2 separate regions of the Dromaius novaehollandiae genome follow, and region 2 is linked to region 1. Evidence: chromatin contacts called from public Hi-C data. All regions are on one chromosome and are shown on one strand. The core of a region is the stretch at or near the end of the contact, and the rest is flanking DNA. Distances in the headings are between cores, read along the strand shown. Region 1 has its middle 27 kb from the start of TMEM74. Region 2 holds the start of NUDCD1 (NudC domain containing 1).

Region 1 (6,962 bases), core at 3,307-5,806:
ATGCGAAAGGCAACCTTCAGGCAAAGAAAAGATTTTTTTTTTTAATTCCTTCTTTAATCGTTTAATATGATTGGTTTGATGTTATTTGCAAAATGCAATCTCTTTGTCTCATGCACCCTGCAGGTTTTTTAGTTCTCAGTACAGGTTATGCCAACCATTAGAGTCAAGGAGAGTGAAAACATGGGGCTTTTAATAACATACCTTCTTTGCTGGAGCATACTAGAGGGCAGATGTTTTCATTTCTTCTCAAAGGAACAGAGAGAGTTAATGATTAGTACTCACAAGTGCAGGATGAAGCCTACGAATAAATTCTTCTATGCCATTGCATTTTTATGAACAGCTAATGTAGTTAAAAGCAAAATACATCACAAATTAGAAGTGCAGAGCTTACAAGGATATTCATAAATGTAAATAGCTGTAGAAAAAATGAAATCTTTCAGAAACATAACTGGGGAAATAAGATACAAGTAATTCAAAGCAGCATCAAAGCCTTGAATTTCTGAGGAGCTGTCGCCAATGAAGAAACAGTTGACTTCATAGAGCAGCTATGCCCATGAACTGTGCTTTATGGATGATAATGAAGTATTTTTTTATGGATGCCCAATAAAGACAAAACTGGTGAAACAATAAATAATAATGAAAACTGAAAATCTCTTAGAAATTAAAGGAATTGGGAACAAATGTGTTTATGATGTACTAAAAGCAGTAATTGCTTCTGCTCTTTTCACATTTTCAAGAGCAAGGAATACAAAGTCCCAATTCACTATAGTATTTAAGCACAAGCTTAAAGCAGAGCACAGGATTAAATTTGGGTGGCTGTAGGCAGCAGAATGGTTTGGTATCCATAGAGACTAACATATCCAGCGATAACCAAATGCAAGGTCTAATATGAGTAAGCATGATGTATGGCTGGTACGCGAGGCCGTGCGGCAAGGCCGTGGGCGAATACAGCATGTCATGTGGCTGGCGATGGGCAGCGTCTGCTCCAAAACTGGGTGCCCCAAGGGAAGCGTGAGAGGGGAGGCTGGACCTGTGTGACCAGAGCTCCTCCTGGGTTACAGGCTGTCGCGGACGGGGACCGACCGGACTGAAATTCCTGCCCGAATGAGAACCTCAGTGTCCTGGACAAAGATAGGAAATGGTTCCGAAGCTTCCGAAATACAACATGCTGTCTGCATTCGGGAGATCTACAGGGCTAAAATACCATCCGCTGAACACAGAGAAGATCATGCAGACTCCCACTTGCAGACTGTAGGTTTTACGATCAAAAGCTATGGATTTAGGAAATATGAAAACTATGTTTGTGATATTTTACAAGCTGGGAAGATTAAGGTGTTTTACAGTGCAATTAAAGATATTTTGTGCTGCACCCACAAGGATGGGAGCACTTACCTAATATTTCTTCCCCAGAATGACAATCACCTGTACATTTAGTCTGCATGTATTTTTAAGTCTTCTCACTTAACAATTTCTAGTAAAAATTTTATTCTTTAAATCCACATGGCTTCCAAGCACTTCTTAAAAATAAAAAATAAAAAAAAAACGAAGCAAAGAACCCCCACAAAGTAAAATAAAATAAAAATAAATCAAACAGTTTTGCAGTTACCCAGGTGTGCCACGAGATGTCAGGATCTACAAGTGCTGCTTTCATAACATTTGACATCTTCAAATAACACATCAGTTTTTCTCTCTTCTCTAGATGTCTGAGCTTTTTATTTCTAACTCTTCCAAATACCTACTGTTTTGTAGACACACATAGAACATACTGAAGCACGTATATTCTACCATAAATATAGAAAACCCTTACATAGAAATAGCCCTACACAAATTATTATGTCCACCAAAGGTAGAAATAAAAATGTGTTAAGCAGTTCAAAATAGATACTGTGTGCTGTTAAAGTAATATTTAAAATACTTTTTACTTGGACACCACCAAGCTTTTTGTACCTGTTATTGAATCATACTTTTTGTTTTTCCCCAGAAAGCTCAATTAGTTTCTGGATTTTTTCATGTTATTTCACTATGGTATTCTTAAAGTTTATTCACTCCCAACTTCTTGCTCATCTACTGACATGCTCCATTCTTTTTCCAATAAGTCCTCACCTACTCTATGTCCTGTTCCTACAACCATCATTTCTGTAGAATTAGAGCAGTGTTCAATCTGTGGGCCTGCTCATATTTTTTTCCAGCTCAGCATTTAGCCCATGCTCAGTACAGGAATCAGTCTAGTGATCAGAGCTGCCCAGCTTCATGTCAGGCCCCGGTGCTTCCAAAGGAGATGTAAGAGCTTCTATGAGTCTGAGGAGAGAAATTTGTTTATTCCCAAAAGATGTCTTGCTAACCTTGTGAGAGACTGGATAAGCTCTAAATCACAGCGTTTGTATTCTTTCCAGAACATTTTTCACATTGACTCACAGAGCTGTTGAATATATGTATTACCCACTTCTTTTAGCATTTTTCTTCATTTTTGCTCTCTGGTATCTTGCCACGGTTGGAGTCGCACTTTGATAACAGACAAAAACTGCTCTGTCTATTAACGAGCTCACCTTTCAGCCTCCTTCTAAGGGTGCACAGCACATGAAGATACAACGATGCACGGCTAGCTTGTTAAGATCTAGCTGGCATGAGCTAAGAATAGCACAGGGGGCTTGACAGCAGGGACTTCTGCCCCGGTTGCTGAGGAAGATGCGACGTGTTGAGGAATGAGGGCTTGAAGCACATGCTGAGCTGCAGGAGCAGGTATTCCTGCAGGCTCATACCTGGGGGCTTGATGAAAGTGAGGAGGCTTAAGCAGGACCAAAGGAAAGTCATGTTATGCCTATGTTCCTTGCCAGACTGGGTGTCAGGCTTTCGTCTCTCCAGCAGCTAGCTTTTAGTCTTTCATTTTGCGTCTGGTCTAGGCCATTTTCTGGTGTTACTTGGTGGTTAAAATGGAAATGTTATCCTCTAGGAAAATAATATAAACGTCCTTCTCCAATATTTTGGTAATACAGTTACCACGTACTGGCCATGAGGGTGAAAATTATGTCATCAAAGTATCTTTAGTCTAAAATCAATTATATATCCTTGGTCACATCATTGCAATATTTGTTTATTGAAAATGTAATTCTTTGTGGTGTGCACTTTAAATTTATCTGAAGTGTGTATGAACATCCCTCTGAGCTCTTTCTTGGCCTTTCAGATGAGTGGGCAGCCATCCACTACGTTCTCTTGGTTAAAATCACATTGTTACTATTCTTTTAATCTAACAAAAGCATCCAATTAGATACTTGCTCTTCAGTTTGAGGGTAGCCTGGAAATAAATAGATGAGACTAATGGAATCCTAATGGCCTGTAAAAATGAACCTTTTATTGGGATATTATAAAGTTCTTAATGGGTTCTCTTGCTTCTGTCTCTGGATAAGTGCAGAATGTGGGCACAATGTTCTAGCACAGCTAGTGAATTTGTTTCTTGTCAATGCTTTTCTACATGTATATTGCACGTGTCTTTGGTCAGAAATTGTTCATGTAAGCAGGTAAGCAAATAAAGAAGCATATATTTAAGGCACATATTTAAACCCTGAAGAGCTCTTATTTCAGTTTGGGTGACTAATAGAAACCAAGACTATAACTGCTACTTGTTTGTGTTCATGCTTAAGATGAGTAGGCAGGATTTGGCACATGTTCACTATCCATCTGAAAGGAAATACATGTCACATTTTGAATGTTGAGAGCTTAAAAAATTAAACCAGGGTAGCCAAAAATTATACTATGACTTCAGTTATTTAATTTATGGGCTGACTAATCTAATGCCAAGCTAAAGTAGCAAAGCACTTAACTGAAGCAAAACAGATGGTCAGTGAATCAACATTTCTGTGGAGCGTGATGTTTTTATCCATTTTTCAGTTCTCTCAGCATTATTATCACAGTATTGATCCTAGCATTGGATTTTATATCAATTTACGTCACCTGATATCATATGATCAGGATAAGAACAAACATAATCTTTCTCCAAGAAAGATACAATTTTAATAAGCCTTCTGGAGAAAACAGCTGTGGCAGTTTTCATGGAAAACTAGAGGTCAACCTACTGTTTACATACATATTTAAAACCTTTTAAAGCATTCTTCTGCATACACATTTCGGTTACATTACCTTTAAAAACATTTTGTTCCTTGCTGCTTAGGAAGATGTCAGACATTCATAATGCAAGACCTCCTGTTCTGAGCACCGCTGTACTGTGGCTGCTGCTGCTTGCCCTGTTTATTGTGATTTTTCTACCAGAAAATGTCTTAGAGGTCAGAGGGTTTCTCCATCATGTGAAATGTTTGGATTTTGGTCAGTCAGCGACTTCTAAGAAGGAAAATATTTCGGCTGCATTTTTGCGGCCAGGTTTAATATTCAGGTAAGTGTTAGACTCTGCCTTTTCCTGTTCTGCAGCTCATGGTTAGAAAAGAACAACCTGGTTTTATAATTCTCCTCCACAAAACGTTATCTGGGGCCGGGCAGTACAGATCAGCCTTGTAACTCAGGAATTTGGGGGCACATTTTACAGCCAGTAGGAGTTAAAGCAGTGCCTGCAACAAGCACTGCTTTCATCAAAACAGAGCCATGTTAATGGGCTGGAACAGGCGATCAGGTTACGATGCAGCGTCGTATTTATGCATTCGGCTTGTCCGCAAGTTTTGCCTTATTATTCCTCTCCCCCATAGGTGTAGGTGCTTCCTGGCTTTGGCTGGTCAGGCAGCGAGCTTGCGCAGGGAGCCTCAGCAAGTTGTTTTTTTCTCTCCAGCTCCATTCTCTCACATGATACGTGCTACTTTCTATGTGTTTGCTATGCTTTACTTCTCTGTATTTGCTTCTGTGCAAACCATTTTCAGTCAGAAAGGTGAAGGAGAGGTTGTAAGCGTAAAGCTTTGTAGCTGCAGGGAATGCTATTTACTGGAGCACTGAAACTTCCCCAGGACTTTCACCTAGATACAGGGAGAACAGGACCTGTGCATTACATAGGGCTATAATGGTGGCATGATCAAACCTCTGCACGATTAACTGCTTCTATCAGTGTGATCTAATTTCCCAAAGCAGAAGAAACTTTTTCAAGGATACTTGCAGCTGCCTCAAATTATTAGTTGATATAAAGGGCATTCCTAAATTGCTAAGGATATGGCAGAGCTGCTTTTTTTTATTTTAGGCTGGCCACATAGTCACTAGATACTCTGAGCCACCAGGAAGCTTTGAGTAGCACCAGATATTTCAGAATGTTTTCCCACTTACAGGTGGGCCCAACTTAAAAAATATGAGGAGTTCCAGGAAAATAATGATAATTTACAACTTTATCCCTTCGGCACTCTGAAAGTAGAGGCTTATGTGCAACTTTTGCAACAGTATGTTATGGATGCTAACAATTCACATGGATTCAGGAGTGATTCGAAAGCTTCATGAAAGGAATCCTTTGGGGTTTAAGTGTACAGAGCTCGTGGGCTGCAAATGTCTGGAGGCTGGGAGAAGTCCCCTAAGAAATATCATCTGCACTTGTCCTCTTGTATTTTTGTGTAGACATCCATTTTTTTGCTTTAGACTGACCCAGTATGTTTGCTTTTATGTTCCTATGTAGAGAACTTTCTGGAGAGCCAGTCCAAGGGAAGCAACCTTTGCCAGGAGTAAAACCAATAGTTTCAGAGTGCCGTGTGGCTTGGCCCAGCATCAGAAGCTGCTATCACCACTGTTGCTGGTGGTGGCATCCAGCACGCATGTACACACACACACACACACACACACACACACACACACACACACACACACACGGATAAAAGAAGAAACCCTGGAAATTCTTCCTTTAACCTAAACTTAAGAGCAGCGTGTTCAAATAAAGCAAATTTGCTCCCTTCCAAATCACTGCATTTACAGGGAAAACATAAATTTTCCTCTGAAGTAAGCTTCAGAGAACACATTAGGGGTCTTAGTCATGTCGCTTAACAAGCTAATGAAAGGAACTCACTCAAGTATGGCAGTGATGGGATGGTATTAACACTCATACACAGCAGACAGTTCTGCTTTAAATAAAATTTCCTGAATTAAAACTCAAGGAAAATCAATAGGAGTTACTAAAAAAGTGCCTGTTCCTATAGAAAGAACATTTCATATAGAAATAATCCCAAATGCACACATAATCAAAGTAATGGCAGTGAAGATTCTTTTCTTCTTGATAGCTTAGCTTTGATTTTGCTTTTTGACCATGATATGCAAAAACAATGCTGTAAAATGGCTGAAGTCAGCAATTGCTATCCTGAAGCAAAACAAATGTTTCTCAACTGAGAAAGAAAACCTCTCTCTCTCCTTTGTCCTTTGGTTTAAGCATTAAGATCTCTGGCTGAGAGAGGCCTTGCTAAAGAGCGATGTGCTGCAGGAGCAGGGCGAGTCACAGGTCAGCAGGATTTCTCAGTGTCAGGGCTGAACGGCTTTACTGCTGTTACCAAAACGCGTGAAATTCCAGAGGTACACACCAAGATGAAGAGATGCTCTTTGGCACCGGGGTCACCCTCATCCATTACCCCTGTGTGAGTATGGCCTCCATGATCCCCACCTGCCCCCAGGTTTGCCTGTCCCTGCCCCTGGCCTGCAGCCCCCCTTCCTGTGTGCCAATACAACCTGCAGGTGGAAGGACGCAGGTGTCCGACCCCCTTTTGGCACTCCTGAAACCCCCGGAGGCTGTCTGAGACAAGGGTGCCTTCTACCCTGCCCTTGCTACAGCTCTGGGTTCGCAATTAGAGAAATAACATTTCAGGAGATGAAATCCCATGTAGCCATAGATATAATTCTCTTCCAGCACTGGATACATACTGCAATCTAAATTTAAACTAGTGTAATGAGTGAAGCTAACAGTGATATTCTGCATTTGAGTTGAATCAGTGCAGGATTTTGAGTGAAAATTTTCAGGGAGAACCTCTGCGCCTCCAGCACCTACTGAGCTGTGATGGGGGTAA
Region 2 (6,962 bases), core at 1,917-4,416, 160 kb after region 1:
GGCGAGAAATGAAGGTCACTGTGGTCACAAGAATATGACAATCAATACAAGTTGTCCAACTATATCAAATACTGCTGTCCACCTGCTCAAATACTAGAATTTTCTATTTCACATCAATTCTTTTCCTCATTTGATTTTATAGCTAGCAGTGAAACTCAAAAATGGCTAAAAATAATGTATATAAAGCACTTTGTGGTTCTAAATCACCTTATTTACAAATGAAAATATTGACATACAGAAGATTAATGCTTTATTCTAATACTTAAGACACAAATTCATAGTAACACTGTGCATGTACTATAGCAGAAGTAACTCAGTTCCAGTTAAGAGCAAGTACCCCTCTGTATTTATTGTCAAGTATTCTGGATGTTGTAAAAACTACATGTTTATCTCACTGCCTTGAAATTTGGGATGCCACACAGACAGAACTCCAAATCCCAGGTCATTCGAGACAAATGCCCCCAAAGCAGTTTCCTGGAAAAACAAACAAACAAACCAACCCACAAAATTCAACAACTGCTTAACGTTAATCTTCCAGATTCTATTACCACATCTTTCTGCATATGTGTGAATAAAATCATAGATTAGTCATGCTGATGGTGTTCCTTATCCTTTGACTTTCTCTTCAGCTATTACATTTTATTCACTACCACTATAAGGAAATAAAATCAAGTTCTATGCTCAAAGAGCAATGTTAATTTAATAATCCCCAAATACTAAATTCTTGTGTGTGTGTTTCTGAAACTTTAAATCTGGTCACAGATGTGCTGGAAACTAGAAGTCCTTGTCCTTCTCATACAGTATTAATTTCTTCTCCTTCACAGTGATTTGAAAAAGCCATCACCTACAGGCCATGGTCTCTATGGTTCAACCCATATTTCTGACCACAATATAAGCCAAGATATAGAAGGATGCCTTAAATCTAACTCAAATGTAAACCACCGTCTCCAGGAAATGCAAAGTTCTGGTACAGGCTACCTCTGCACTGTGAGGAAGCTGTCTGGAAGTAAACAGAAGAAAACCAAAATGGATAGTGAGCTGGTTGTATGGCCTAAGGACAGGCTGAAATAAGGATAGATAAAACACCTAGAGGAACCAGATACAGGTTTGGTTCACAGTTTGGGTTACAAATAAAAAAGAAGTGGGGTTAGACTATCCAGTGGCCTGATATCCAGATACACACGTGCACAGAGCAGACTAAATGATTTGATACTAACGATATAGCAGGATAGGCAAATAAGTTGGACTGAAAATGAGTCAGGATGTTGCAGGGAGTGGAGAGGGAAAGGAAGAGAAGTGCACACACTGATCTTCTCTCACATAAGTTACTGTAACTATTAGATAAAATACCTGCCAAGAACCATCTAGATTCACCTGTCCATTAGCAATGCCATCATTTAAGTATTTTAATGGAAATGTGCTATTCTTATCTAGTTAGAATAGGTATGCAGTACACCATCCAAGAACCACATAGCTCATTTGACCTTTACACAGGCAGAACATCAAATACAAACAACAAACAGGCAGAAAGACAAAACTACATGATAGTTAAAGAGGGCAACTTAAATCCTGCAGAAAACATTTTAACCGTTTAAAAAAAAGAATACATTTTAGTAAGATAGCCCAAAATATCTTAAATATTAATTTAGCAAAACTCATGTCTCAAAACTAAGAGGCAAAACTAAGAAACTACACCTATCCTATGCTAATTGTTGCTATCTTTGCCACAGCTGTAGTATGCCCCTAACACAAACACATTTTTTTGAATTAACTTTTAAAAGGCAACACAGTTCAATAGTCTACACCAGCCTAACAGTAAAAATGCCAAACTACACAATCAAAAAATGTCATTCTTGCTAAATGTTGCAGCCCTATAATTGGCACATACATAATATCACCTAACAAATACACTCATTCACTCCTCATTCAAACACAGTTCACATCCAGCTTCCATCTTACTGCTGACAGTTCACCAGAGCAAACATACTTTTCTGTTTCACTATTAACATGATGTACTCAATGCTAACATTAAAAATGCCTAAAAGGTAATTCAGAAGAAAGGCATATCACTCAGTAAATATATAGATCAGGCAAAGGTCAGCCCACCAAAGTTGTGCTATATTACAGTCACAGCTTTAAAAACAAAGGAAATAAAATTATTCACCTTAGAACGCACCTGAATTCAACAAGTCAACAGAGCCAAAATGCTGAGAGATTTCAGGGGGAACAACTAAGGCTGTAAGCACACCTACCCAAACACTACTTCATGTTCATGTTCTTCTCAATGAACCGAGAGCCCAGCGACTTGACCTGCTCAGGGACCAGTACCTGGAACGCTGCTAACAGCTAGCTGGAAAAGCAGAGCACGGAACGAGTAGCCAGAAGTGTCACCTCTGAACCAAGAGTGCAATAAAGAAGAAAAGTGGCTGGTCTACTAAAGTTTATACGAGAGATCAGTTTCATACATATTTCTCTAACTCATGCCTACTCACTTCAAGCCTATTTCTAAGACCACCTTTTCAAAGGAGATCAGCTGGCCACGGGGCCTCACCACCTGCACACAAGCCAATACCGGATTCCTCCCACAGGTTTCCTGATCCATTCAGACACTAAATCCAAGCCGAGCAGGACAGGCAGCTGGAAGTCAGGGGTCTGATACGTGGCAGAGACCTTGGTCCACCAGGAAGCCAGCCGGCGAGGCTGGGGGACCACGGAAAACAGTGCAGCCAGCCCTAACAAGGAAACCACCGTAACAAGCAGCACCTACGGGCGCCCCAGGCCGCCCACGGGGCAAGGCGCGCGGCCTCCCCCGCAGCGGGGCTGGGCCGAGCCGCACCGCCCCCCCCAGGGTACGCAGGGCCGCGGGCCGAGGCTCACCACGGCCTCCCGCCGCCGGCCCAGCCCGCGGCCTCCTCCGCGCCGCGCCTCACCCGCGTCGAGCCCCAGCTGGTAGCAGGCCAGCGGCTCCAGGGACAGCTTGTAGCCCTCGAACTTGGGGTCCAGGAGGAGGCGCTTCGCCCTCAGGGAGCAGTGCGCGGCGCCCTCCATCCCCGGCGCGGCAGCGGCGCCACGAAAGCGCACACAGGCGGCAGCACCTCCCCTCCCCGCCACGCGCCCTGTAGCGCGGAGAGCGGCCGCGCGGAGAGCGGCCGCAGGGCACCACGGGGAGGGTAGTTCCGGACGCCGAAAGGCCTGCCGGACGCCGCGGGGCATGCTGGGAGTTGTAGTTCGGGGCCAAGCACTGTCGCTAGCGCTGCGGAGAGGGGCACGTGGGCAGAGAGGTTCGCACTCAGCCGCAGGCGCCCTCTGGGGGCGGGGGCGCGCAGCATGCTGGGAGTTGTAGTTGCCGAGCTGGCCGCCGGGGTCTGGGCCTCGGACTCCATTTCCCGGCGCCGCCGGCGCGCTGAGGAGGTGGAGCGTGGTGGGCTGCGCTGGGCTGCGTGTGGGGGGGGGGGGGGGTGGCGCCGTCTTCCGCGGGTGGTGGGCGGGAGGCAGTGCTGGGAGGTGAGACTCGCCGTCCCGGGGGGCAGCCGCCGCTGCCCGCGCTGGGGGGCGGCGGGGAGGAGAGGGGGCTGCGGCGGGCCCGGGCCCGGGCCCGGGCCTGGGCCTGGCAGGGAGGGGCGGTGTCGCCGGCAGCCCGGGGCGGGGGAGGCGTTTCCGCGGCCCCGGTTCTCGGCTCGGCCCTGCCCCGGCCAAGGGCCGCTTGGCTTCAGGCGGTGAAGCCCGGGCTTTACTGATATTGTTGAAACTTGCTCTTGCTTTGTGTAGATCTGTGAAAACCTAGACTCGCAAAATGAATAAAGATGCCCAGATGAGAGCAACCATTAACCAAAAGCTGATAGAAACAGGAGAGCGAGAACGGTGAGTGCGTTTCCTGCACTATCCCTGTAAGATGCTTTAAATGTTATTGAATGTGAATGACGTCTGGAAGTAAAGCGTAACTAAATTTAACTCCAAATTCTTATTTAATTCTAAATCGTGTTATATAGATGGATATTTCTCTTATTTTTAGTATGTTACTCCAGAATACATGTTCCCCTGTTCCTCACCCAACGTGAGATAAAGTGTGGCTGGGCAGACAGACCTGTGGTTAAAGATATATGTAGTACAGAACTCTTCTTTGGTGGGGTGAGCTTTATTTATTTTGAAGACCTGATTGCAAGTGAAATGTTCTGACTTTAAAAGCCTGCACACATTTGGCAGCAGACTTGACTCAGGGAGCTGAAGTGTTTATATCCTTATGTTTCTATCTTTTTTCTGTGACTGTAGTAGCAAAACTGCCTGAAGAAGTACTGTGAATCAGCTTCTGAGCCAAGACCTCTTTATTGTCCAACATGGTAAAATTAACTGAAATTGGTAGGATCAATTCAGGGTAGGATTCACGTGCTGTTCAGCCGTTTCTGCTGCTCCTCTTGTCAGTCACATGAGCAGTAATTGTAGACTTAATTTCCCTACTGATGCATATTTAAGTTAGGAATGTTTGCTTCTGCTAGCAAGAATTCAACTTTTTGTCTTAACAGCCTTAAAGAGTTGCTGAGAGCCAAGTTAATTGAATGTGGCTGGAAGGATCAGTTGAAGGCACATTGCAAAGGTAATGGTAGCCAACAAACTAATGTCCTTTTTAATCAACTAAGGTTCTAGCCAAATGTCCTAGATAAAAGCTTCAACTGCCTAACAGTCAATCTTTACAAGACTTAGGCAAGAGGAAAGTGTCCATGGCAATTGACAATTTATGTAAGAAAATTGTAATGTAAGAAAAATCTTGCTATCTTCTATTGGTCTTGAAATTTTCAAATTTCTTCTCTGATCTGAAACTCATTAGGTTTCTGAGAAAAGTATTAGTATTGGTTCCCTAGGTATTAATGCTCATACAGGTTTTTGTTTTGGGGACTTCCTAATCACAGGAGAATAAAAACAAGAAAAAGGAAATTGAGAGAAAATGGACTGTGGTAAACAACTTACAAACACAGAACTGCATCATTTGCATATAGGAGTGAGAAAGAAAAGTGCTTTTGAATACATTTCATGAAAATAGGATAATCTACCCAGATAAGAGAAAACAACCTGAAGTCTTTCATGTCGAATTAACTGTTTATCGTTACTACAACAGACAGATCCAACAGAAGGGACAGTTATTTGCTTTGGTATTTCCGCCTAGATCCTCTTGCAATTGCGGATTAGAGCCAATAACTAAGCAGTACATGATGAGCTTTTACAGGAAGTTGAACCAGGAAAAAACAGTGTTCAAACAATACATGTGATGTCAGTTGGTAAACCAGATTTTGGTGTCTTGGGGACTAAGATTCTTCAGACCTTTTACCTATTGACATAAAGTTAAAACATTCATGTTTAAAGAACACATTCTAGAACTATGCTGCTGAATTCAAGACTTTTTTCAGCATTGACTTCTGCATTTTCAGTAGTCTTCAAGTTTTATAAGTAGAGAATTTCTTTGAACAAATGCTAGAATGTATTAATCACACAGTATTTATCATAGTTTTTATATTTTGTGATAGGTTTTTACCTGTCTCAGATTTACTTTTTCTTTGCTGAAATGTGGATAGAAATGTTGTTTAAACCAATTAGGAAGATAAGTATTTACAGCTCTTTTGTGCTGTCCTTTGTTGGATGTTAAATTGAAGTCTTGTATACACAACTTTGAGGAAGACAGATGCAATTGGAACGATTTGTTTGGAGATGTGAGCAGACCAACCTGCAAACTACTACAACACTTCCAGTAATACGCAAGTTTGGTAATATTCAGATAAACTTACACTTTGTAACATGAGATTTTTAAAATATGACCTGGTTGAGATGCGTCAGTAGGGATAGGTTCACATTCTTAAACCTATAGTAGGAAATGGAAACTAAATCCATTGTAATATAAAGTCACTAGTCTTCTCTGACCTACGCGTGCAGGCTTTGTATCTTAATCATTGGCACAAGTTTTGTCTTATAATGAATAAACTAAAAGTCTTCAAATGTCTGTGCTGGCCTTCTTTAGATGTGATTAAAGAAAAAGGATTAGAGCATGTTACTGTTGACGATTTGGTGGCAGAAATCACTCCCAAAGGCAGAGGTAAGAAAATTAAATGGAAAAGTGACTGTGATCATGCATGAACAAATATACCTATCTATATTTCAAGGTTAGTTTCAAAGCAGCACTGTGAACTAGCTTATGTTGTATGTGAAGGAAAAGTGTTAATAGCTTGATATTAACTGGAAACAAAATGTTTAAATTTGTATTGTGTAACAACCATTCTTTTTGCACTGACCCTTGTGTATAAAATACTTTTCAAGGTTACTTTTTGTAGTCATGTGAGCCTATCTTCATATTTATAATTACTATGTACTACTAAATATTACTATTAAGTCCCAGGAAAATTTCTGTCACTGAAGTAACATTGCCTTAGGTATGTAGCAGAAATTTTCTAAAATTCCAATTGTTTCGTAGAAAAAAACCTGAACTAACAGGGTACTAGCATAATGGATAGTGGGAAAAGCAAAGGACAGAACATGCGCGCACACACACACACGCACGGAATTCTTTATACATACAGTTCTACTTGGAGTGTCTAAGAAGCTTTGCTGATTGTGGGAGAAACTTCATTATCTCTTAAATAAAAATAGACCTTCAGAATAACTTGTTGAAGATTCTTATTCTGAGGTCATGGCTGAAAGTCTTTTGCTTTTAAATATGTGAAGAAAAAGGTACCCAGGATAATCAAACTAATTTCTGGTGATTTGTTTCCTGTTGAATAAGCCTTTCCCCTAAATGTTCAAATCTCTTGATTATGGCCAGGTAAAAACCTGCTTTTTTTCACAACAATAGAACCCAATAGACTTCAATTTTAGCCTCTTTTAAATAAGAAAAAAATAGATATGTGTTATATTTAAAAAAAAAAAAAATCAAGTAGCTTTGGTTACCTCAGGTATTAACAGAATTGCAAGAACAAATTCAA

The links. Hi-C and Micro-C count contacts between places; a contact is called where the count stands out from the background.
Region 2: a Hi-C map of liver shows a contact between it and region 1, with 7 times the contacts expected there. The contact joins the promoter of NUDCD1 here to the enhancer-like site in region 1. A contact is called at or near these places in 2 of 4 Hi-C or Micro-C datasets (brain and liver).

The regions. Positions count from the first base shown.
Region 1 is chr2:150,835,410-150,842,371 of bDroNov1.hap1, forward strand. No RefSeq gene overlaps it. Among named protein-coding and RNA genes, the nearest start is that of TMEM74, 27 kb to the left of the region's middle. Within about 2 kb of position 4,557, at least 2 of the 2 cell types and tissues checked have open chromatin away from gene starts, as enhancers often do.
Region 2 is chr2:150,996,348-151,003,309 of bDroNov1.hap1, forward strand. NUDCD1 (NudC domain containing 1) reads right to left here and starts at 3,167. Exons shown (of 11, transcript XM_026099767.2): 1 at 2,931-3,167. The coding sequence starts at 3,048. It overlaps ENY2 (ENY2 transcription and export complex 2 subunit), which reads left to right and starts at 3,339. Exons shown (of 5, transcript XM_064507807.1): 1 at 3,339-3,411; 2 at 3,769-3,861; 3 at 4,521-4,591; 4 at 6,005-6,079. The coding sequence starts at 3,794.